3 separate regions of the Ovis aries genome follow, and all the other regions are linked to region 3. Evidence: chromatin contacts called from public Hi-C data. All regions are on one chromosome and are shown on one strand. Each heading gives the region's core, a stretch centred on a gene start, on an enhancer-like site or on the middle of the called end of the contact. The rest is flanking DNA. Distances are from core to core; before and after follow the strand shown.

Region 1 (2,759 bases), core at 89-2,588, 180 kb after region 3:
CCATGGATGGAGGAGCTTGGTGGGCTACAGTCCACGGGTCGAAAAGAGTCCGACACGACTGAGCAACTTCACTTCACTTTCACAGGGGAGACAGAAAGAACTAAAGGAGGCTGGTGCTCAGGCTGATGACTTGAGTGCTTCAGCAGGGGTAGCATCAGTCTCTGAGATGAGAGCTCCAGAGACAGGAACTAGTTTGAGGAGAAAGCTGTGGACGTGTTTGTCATGCTCACAGGACATCCATGCAGTAAAATCCAATAGGCATCAATTGAGATACCTGGGTTTGAACTTAGTGAGAAATAGGGGCTGGAGACTGGGGAATGTTTCATATGGGCTATCAGAGGATGTGGAAAGTTCCACTAAAAGTGGTCCAAGAAAAGAGTCTTGAGGAGTGCTCGTGGTAAGAAGTGGTTCTCAAACTTTAGTGGATGTCATTACCATCTGGTGAGAATGTGAAGATGCAGATTCCCAGGCTCATCCCTCTAGCTGTTGATTAAGTAGGTCAGGGATGGGCCCGGGGAATCTGCTTTGCCGCCTGGCTTCCAGCCTTCTGTTCCCAAACACAACAGATGGAAACTCCCATCCCAGGTGAAGCAGAGGCGTTTGGCCGGGAGAGGAGGAGACCTGGCACAACGCTGAGAGAAGCTGTGTTTGATTTTGTTTTACTTCACCATCATTCTTACAGCCTTGTGAGCAGTAGGGAGGGGAAGGTTAGAGAACAGTAGACGCTTTCCTCCCTGCCACCGGGCAAAGAATGAGGCTAAAACCACTGGGTGAAAGGTTGATTGAGAACAAGATATTCAAGTGACCTCAACATGTCACCCACAAAGTCTGTACTAATTACAAATGGAAATGGTACCATTCCCTGACATGTTTCTATTTGAGCACACAACATCTTTATTAAGTGATCAAGCCCTAATATCACCAGTAATGGGACCAACTGGTATCATGCGCTTCCTGCTGCGCTACAACTTCAAGTGCATTCTGCTAAAAACTTTAACCTGAATTTAATCAAGGGGGTTGGGGGAGCGAGGATGGCAGGCTCCTCCTTAACTTGAAAATAAAAGTGTATATAAGCTAACAGCTTTGCGTCAATCAAATCTCTTGGGTATGAAAATGGCATTGATGTAGGGCAACCCCTTTGTTTCTAGCAGACACGCTGAAGTATTTAGGATGGATAACTGAGGCTCAGTTTTAAAAGGAACAGAAAACCGCCCTAAGCACCTGCCACACAGGGTTTGCGCGTGCGCAGAGTCCTCTTTCGGAGACTTATTTCGCGCAGCTGGAGGGTCAGATTGAGCACCACGAGACGGAAATATGCAACCGCGGTTTCCGGTGACCGCGTAAGCGTCCAGAGCAGCAGAATGGAGGAGGTGCCTCACGGTGAGCGCGCGGAGGGGGCTCGGGTAGGGGGAGCTGAAAGGAGAGGAGCCATTCTAACTGTGATCTTGTCTCCGCGCAGACTGTCCAGGGGCCGACAGTGCCCAGGCAGGTCGAGGAGCCTCATGTCAGGGGTGCCCCAATCAGCGGCTCTGCGCTTCTGGAGCTGGTGCTGCCTCGGACCCGGGTGAGAAAGGGGCAAGGCTTGAATGGGAAGTGAAAGGCACTATTCCGGAAGAGGCGGGGCGTGGGTGCAGTGGGAGGGGGTAGAGATGAGTGACAGGGTCGGGGCCCAGAGGAGGCGGGCGTGGGGAAACCTCTGCAGTTAAGGGGCGGGGCTTGAGGAATGAGTGACAGAAGCGGAGCCCGGACGGGAAGAACGTGGGAAAAATTGGCGGGGTCGGGGCGGAGCCTGACTCAGTGACTGGCGTGGGGTCCAAAGGGGTCTCGGGAGGGGCGGGGCAGGGGTGAAGGTAGGCAGGGTGAGGGGTGGGGCGGAAAGTTTGAGTGACAGCAAGTGGAATTGGTCGGAAGGAGGGTGGCACCAACCTGAATAGGGTATAAACTTTGAAGTCAGGGAGCTTGGGCTTAAATCCTAGCTCTGCTAGCTGTTTTCTTTGGACAAAATTTCCTTCCTTTTTGAGGAGCGCTTCTCCCATGAATTCAACAGAAGTATGAATCATTCACTTGAAGGCACAGTGTTCTGTGCTGGGTACACAGCTGTGATTGAGACAGATGAAGTCATCTGTCTCATTTTTAAGCCTTAACTTCTCTGACCCTCCGTTTCCACATCAAACTGGGGAAAAACAGTGTTTTAAGGATTTGAACTAGGAGGAAGTACTGAAGGCATAGTATTATAAATGTGTAATAATAATGGTTATCGGTGACAGGTACTAAGTGCCTGCAGTATTTGTCAGTATCTCGCTCCCAGCACTCCTGACATTCAGGGCTGGATAATTCTTTGTTGTGTGTCTCTGCCCTGAACATCGTAGGACATTTAGCAGCATTCCTGGCCTCTACTCACTACGTGTGGGCAGCATGCCTTCCTGTGGCAACCAAAAATATCCCAAGATGCTGCCAAATGCATCCTGGTGGGGTTTACCCCTAGGTTGGGAATCACTGCTGCATTCAGAGCTGTGTTCTGGACTTGGGAATATAGTATGAACACTGCTGAGTTCCCTGCTTCATGGACTTTATGTTCTAGTAGAGGAGACAAATGAGTAAACCAAGAAGTAAGGAACTCTCAGATGTGCTGGTAGCTTTGTGGGTTTGTTTTGGGGGCTTTTTTGGATTTTTTGTAGCTCTTATTACTACCATTGGTGAGGTGCTATTTCACTCACGATCCCTTGAAATAGTCGAGGACTTACCTCCTTCCAGCCATC
Region 2 (3,091 bases), core at 506-3,005, 160 kb after region 3:
AATCTTAAAGAGATAGGAATACCAGACCACCTGACCTGCCTCCTGAGAAATCTGTATGCAGGTCAGATAGCAACAGTTAGAACTTGACATGGAACAACAGACTGGTTCCAAATCGGAAAAGGAGTAAGTCAAGGCTGTATATTGTCACCCTGTTTATTTAACTTATATGCAGAATTAACTTATCATGAGTTAACTTATCATGAGAAATGCTGGGCTGGATGAAGCGCAAGCTGGAATCAAGATTGCCAGGAGAAATATCAATAACCTTGGATATGCAGATGACACCATCCTTATGGCAGAAAGCAAAGAAGAACTAAAGAGCCTCTTCATGAAAGTGAAAGAGGAAAGTGAAAAAGTTGGCTTAAAACTCAACATTCAGAAAACTAAGATCACAGCATCTGGTCCCATCACTAAATAGATGGGGAAACAGTGAGCAACTTTATTTTGGGGGGCTCCAAAATCACTGCAGATGGTGATTGCAGCCCTGAAATTAAAAGACACTTGCTCCTTGGAAGAAAAGCTATGACCAACCTAGACAGCATATTAAAAAGCAGAAACATTACTTTGCCAACAAAGGTCCATCCAGTCAAAGCTATGGTTTTTCCAGTAGTCATGTATGGATGTGAGAGTTTGACTATAAAGAAAGCTGAGCACCGAAGAAATGATGTTTTTGAACTGTGGTGTTGGAGAAGATTCTTGAGAGTCCCTTGGACAGTGAGGAGATCCAGCGAGTCCATCCTAAGGGAAATCAGTCCTGAATGTTCATTGAAAGGACTGATGTTGAAGCTGAAACTCCCATACTTTGGCCACCTGATGTGAAGAACTGACTCATTGGAAAATGAGTTTCCCACCCTGATGCTGGGAAAGATTGAAGGCGGGAGGAGAAGGGGACAACAGAGGATGAGATAGTTGGATGGCATCACTGACTCGGTAGACATGAGTTTGAGTAAACTCCAGGAGTTGATGTTGGACAGGGAGGCCTGGCATGCCGCGGTCCATGGGGTCACCAAGAGTTGGACATGACTGAGCGACTGAACTGAACTGATAGGTGGTGATGCAGCTCAAACAGAGCTACAAGATGCCTGTCACCTTGACCTTCAATCAAGAGGGGTGTGTAGGACTGTACCGCAGGGCTGACATCCCAGGCACCCCCAGGATCCCCTCCCTGCTCCACGCTCACCTGCAATGGGCACCTCAGCTCCTCAGCCGCGCACTCCAGCCGCCTCTTGATGGCATCCAAGCTGTGGTTCTCGTTCAGAAGCCTCTCCAGCTCGTAGTTCAGCTCCGACTTCCAGAAGCCGATGTCCGACAGCCTCTGGCCCAGGTTCCGGCAGGTCCCCTCCTGCATCTGGCGCGTCAGCTGATCCTTGTCCTGCATGAGCCGCATGGAGTCGCCCGTCATCCGGCCGGCCCAGAGCCGCGAGGCCTCGGCCCCACATAACTGCAGCCGGTTGGACCGGTCCCAGTCCTGGGGACTGTAGCGACAGAAGAGGGCGGAGCGGCCTGCCGGCAGGATGGTGGGTGGCCGCAGGGCGCTGCGGCAGGTGGCCGCCTCGTCCAGGCAGGTCTGGGCGTTGGCCACCCTGTAGAAGAGGCTGGGTCTCCAAGCATTGAGGTAGCGGTACCCTGGCAAATAGTAGGGCTGGTAGCACTCCTGGATGGTCGGGCCGGACGCCACCGGGGGCAGCGCGCTCCCACCACAGGGTTTCTTGGGACCACAGTAAGTGGCAGTCTGAGTCGTTCCAAGAAACTCCATCTTCCCCCATCAGCCCCGCTAGGGCAAAAGTCTACCCTGGGGAGGCCAGGGCACCACAGGAAGGGGAAGGGGCTTCTCTTAGGGATGGGCAGGGCCTCTATGACTCTGGCACTGTTGTCATAAAGCCTGAGGGAGTGATGCCCTCCTGGGGCCACATACCCCCCACCCCACGGCTCACTTACCCCCTGCTGGGGCCATGGCATCCCAAGAGAAACACAGACAAGACAACCAACAGCATGAATGAGTTTTTCAGTCTACAAGAGTTGGAGGTGCAAGAGATGGCATTTGTATATTTTCAATAAATAATCAAATCTGCCTTTCCACACTTAACTCTGCCTATGGGAGAATGTGGTCCACTCCAGTACATCCAATCAACTCAGGGTCAAGGCGGTCAAAGCTAGTTGTTTCCCTTCTCTCTTTGTCCCCAGGATGGCACCAGAGTGGCCCATGCACATCATGGGATACCACTCAGGGGTAAGAAAACAGAATGAGCTCTTGGAACACAAAAGAGCAGGATTAAGCTCAGTGGAAGCAGCTAGACTCACATCCTGTATGATCCCATCTACACGACATTCTGGAAAAGGTAGATCCATGTGGACAGAAGACAGGTCGACGGGGCTGGCGGTGAGAGAGAGATTGACCAGAAGGGGAGGGAGAAAATTTGGGAATGATGACAGCACTGTTCTATATCTTGATGGTGATGGGGGTTATGCAACTATCTGTCAAAACCCATAGAACCACCCACTAGAAAGGGTGAAGCTCCAATACTTTGGCCACCTGATGCGAAAAACTGACTCACTGGAAAAAGACCCTGATGCTGGGAAAGATTGAAGGCAGGAGGAGAAAGGGACAACAGAGAATGAGATGGTTGGGTGGCACCACCGATTCAATAGACATGAGTTTGAAGAGACTCTGGGAGATAGTGAAGGACAGCCTAGGGTCTGCAGTCCATGGAGTCACAAAGAGTCAGACACAACTGAGTAACTGAGCAACAAAAAAGAGTGGTTTTTACTGTATGTAAATTATACTTCACCAAACCTGAACTTAATAAGGAGGTGGGGGAGGGGTTGTGACCTCATTGGCAGGGCTCTGCCATGTCTGATTGGCTTCACCGTTAACTCACAGCACCCAACACAGGACTAAATGGATGAATGCGAGTCTAGGCTGAGGGTTTCATTATTCCAGAAAAAGCGTTCAACCTTCCATTCTATACCAATACTTTTATTCCATCAAGAAACTTCCTCCCCTCCCTGGTTGGTGGGAGCCGCAATAAAGTCTCAAGGTATTCAACAAGAGGGGTGATTGATTTGTGGGGTCCCTTCTCCCTTTTGAGGG
Region 3 (2,754 bases), core at 215-2,714:
GCCCCACATCCCCCTCCAGTCCCCTCCCCAAGTCCTTGGCAACCACCCTTCTACTTGCTGTTCCTATGAATCTGACGAGTTTAAAAATACCTCATGTAAGCATCATCAAGAGATGGAAACCACCTAAATGCCTGCTGAAAGATGAGTGGAGAAAGGAGACACGGTGTTTTCCATAGGATGGAATATTATTCGGGTGAAGGGAATCTTGTCACAGGCTACGGCATGGATGAACCTGCAGGACATTATGCTCTGTGAGAAAAGCCAGCCCTGGGAGGTCAGATTCTGCCCAAGCTTGACTCTCATTCCACTGGACCTGAGTCACAAGGTGGCATATTCAAATCCCCTGGAGATCCTCAACAACCTCCACACCTGGCTGCTCTCCAGACCAAGGAGATGGCGACCTCCGTGGAATCCAGGCTTCAGAAGCTGCCCAAGTGGTTCTGGCATATGGCAGGTTTGAGAACACAGGATCTGGAGTCGGAAAATCTAATTTCAAGCCTCAAGTCTGCTGCTTACTAGGTAAGTGGGCTTGGCCCGATGAACCGTCATAAGAGACGAATAGTCCTCACCGAGCACTGGGTGTAGGCCCCCCTGCTGTTGCTGCCATGGCTGCTCCCATTTTACAGACAGCAGAGGCCCAGAGACATCAAGCGTCTTGCCTGAGGTCACACCGCAGGGAAACGCGGGGACCAGATCACCAGGAAGCATTGGCATACAGGTCTCATTGGTCCTAGTGAGATACTTCTGGATGTCGCACTTCATTCTAAGAACATCTGGGGGCCTTTAGGGGACCTTTTATTTGGGAACAAAAGACCAGCCATCCCAGGATGACAGCGGATGACAGAGAGGGAAAGCAGGCGTCAGGTGAGACAGCATCACTAGCTCCATGGACATGAATCTGAGCAAACTCCGGGAGACAGTGAAGGATAGGGGAGCCTGGCGTGCTGGAGGCCAGGCTCAGGCTCAGGCTCAGCAACTGAGCACCACCAACAGGCTTCAAGGAAATGCAAACCGAAGCACAGCTAAGAAGGCAGAGATGTGGCGGCCGCCTCGTCACACCCCGTCCCGCGTCTCCAACTCAGGGTCAGGGCAGGAACGCGGATGCTGAACTCGGCTCCAGCGGCCTTCCTCTCTGCACGACACGGGCAGCACATCCTGGCAACTGAACTTCCCCTCCTGGCCAAAAAAAAGCTACTATATTTCAGGGAGCCCTGTGCCAAGGTCCAGTTACACGTCGCTTTCCTCTCCCGTGTGCCATTCACCTTTGGAATTACACTGCTGTCCTTCTATAAACACGGAGAGGCCCTTCTTTCCTGGTTCCTCTGGCCTCTGTTTGTTCTAGCTGATGATAAATGTTGAGCTAATGTGCAGTTTCAGCCTCGGGACCAGGAACATCCTGTACCGCTCGGACAGGTCAGGCCCACGGTGTGGCAGGCTGCCACTGGCTTCACCCTGTTCCCTCCAATGCTGTGACCTGTTGTGGGCTCTGGCCACCTCCTCATGGAGGCCAATTACTGTATTTCCTGGTATATAAAGCCCTAGAGCAGAGGTGGCTCCCAGCTGGGGGCAATTTTGCCTTCCCTCCCCAGGGGACATCTAGCAATGTCTGGAGACAGTTTGTGCGTGCGAGCTAACTTGCTTCAGTCATGTTCGACGCTTTGCAACCCTATGAACTGTAGCCCACCAGGCTCTTCTGTCCATGGGATTCTCCAGGCAAGAATACTGGAGGGGGCTATCATGCCCTCCTCCAGGGTATCTCCCCACCCCAGGGATCAAACCCACATCTCCAGTGGCTCCTGTGTTGCATGTGGAGCCACCAGCAAAGCTCCAGAGACAGTTCCAGTCAGTTCAGTTGCTCAGTCATGTCCAGCTCTTTGTGACGCCATGGACTGCAGCATGCCAGGCTTCCCTGCCCATCAACAACTCCTGGAGCTTGCTCAGACTCATGTCCATCGAGTTGGTGCCGTCATGCAAACATCTCATCCTCTGTCGAACCCTTCTCTTCCTGACTTCAGTCTTTCCCAGCATCAGGGTCATTTCTAGTGAGTCACTTCTTTGCATCAGGTGCCCAAAGTATTGGAGTTTCAGATTCAGCATCAGTCCTTCCAATGAATATTCAGGACGGATTTCCTTTAGGATGGACTTGTTGGATCTCCTTGCAGTCCAAGGGACTCTCAAGAGTCTTCTCCAAAACCACAGTTCAAAAGCATCAATACTTTGGTGCTCAGCTTTCTTTCAGAGAAGGCAATGGCAAGCCACTCTAGTACTCTTGCCTGGAAAATCCCATGGATGGAGGAGCCTGGTAGGCTGCAGTCCATGGGTTCACTAAGAGTCGGACATGACTAAGTGGCTTCACTTTCACTTTTCACTTTCATGCATTGGAGAAGGAACGGCAACTCATTCCACTGTTCTTGCCTGGAGAATCCCAGGGTCGGCAGAGCCTGGTGGGCTGCCATCTATGGGGTTGCACAGAGTCGGACATGACTGAAGCGACTTAGCAGCAGCAGGTTGGTCATAGATTTCCTTCCAAGGAGCAAGCATTTTTTAATTTCATGGCTGCAGTCACCATCTGCAGTGATTTTGGAGTCCAAGAAAATAAAGTCTGTCACTGTTTCCATTGTTTTCCCATCTATTTGCCATGAAGTGATGGGACCGGATGCCATGATCTTAGTTTTTTGAATGTTGAGTTTTAAGCCAACTTTTTCACTCTCCTCTTTCACTTTCAAGAGGCTCTTTAGTTCTTCTTTGCTTTCT

The links. A called contact is a pair of places that touch in the nucleus more often than the background predicts.
Region 1: a Hi-C map of liver shows a contact between it and region 3, with 4 times the contacts expected there. The contact joins the promoter of NUBP1 here to the enhancer-like site in region 3. A contact is called at or near these places in 8 of 16 Hi-C or Micro-C datasets (blood, hypothalamus, liver and 2 more).
Region 2: a contact with region 3 is called in a Hi-C map of retroperitoneal adipose tissue, with 4 times the contacts expected there. The contact joins the promoter of TEKT5 here to the enhancer-like site in region 3. A contact is called at or near these places in 12 of 16 Hi-C or Micro-C datasets (blood, hypothalamus, liver and 6 more).

Annotation. Positions count from the first base shown.
Region 1 is chr24:9,962,531-9,965,289 of ARS-UI_Ramb_v3.0, forward strand. NUBP1 (NUBP iron-sulfur cluster assembly factor 1, cytosolic) reads left to right here and starts at 1,339. Exons shown (of 10, transcript XM_042240717.1): 1 at 1,339-1,380; 2 at 1,460-1,564. The coding sequence starts at 1,362.
Region 2 is chr24:9,936,763-9,939,853 of ARS-UI_Ramb_v3.0, forward strand. It overlaps TEKT5 (tektin 5), which reads right to left and starts at 1,756. Exons shown (of 7, transcript XM_004020767.4): 1 at 1,181-1,756. The coding sequence starts at 1,756.
Region 3 is chr24:9,778,432-9,781,185 of ARS-UI_Ramb_v3.0, forward strand. No RefSeq gene overlaps it. Among named protein-coding and RNA genes, the nearest start is that of EMP2, 76 kb to the right of the region's middle. Within about 2 kb of position 1,465, at least 7 of the 54 cell types and tissues checked have an H3K27ac peak or open chromatin away from gene starts, as enhancers often do. A contact at or near this core is called in liver, where this site is marked.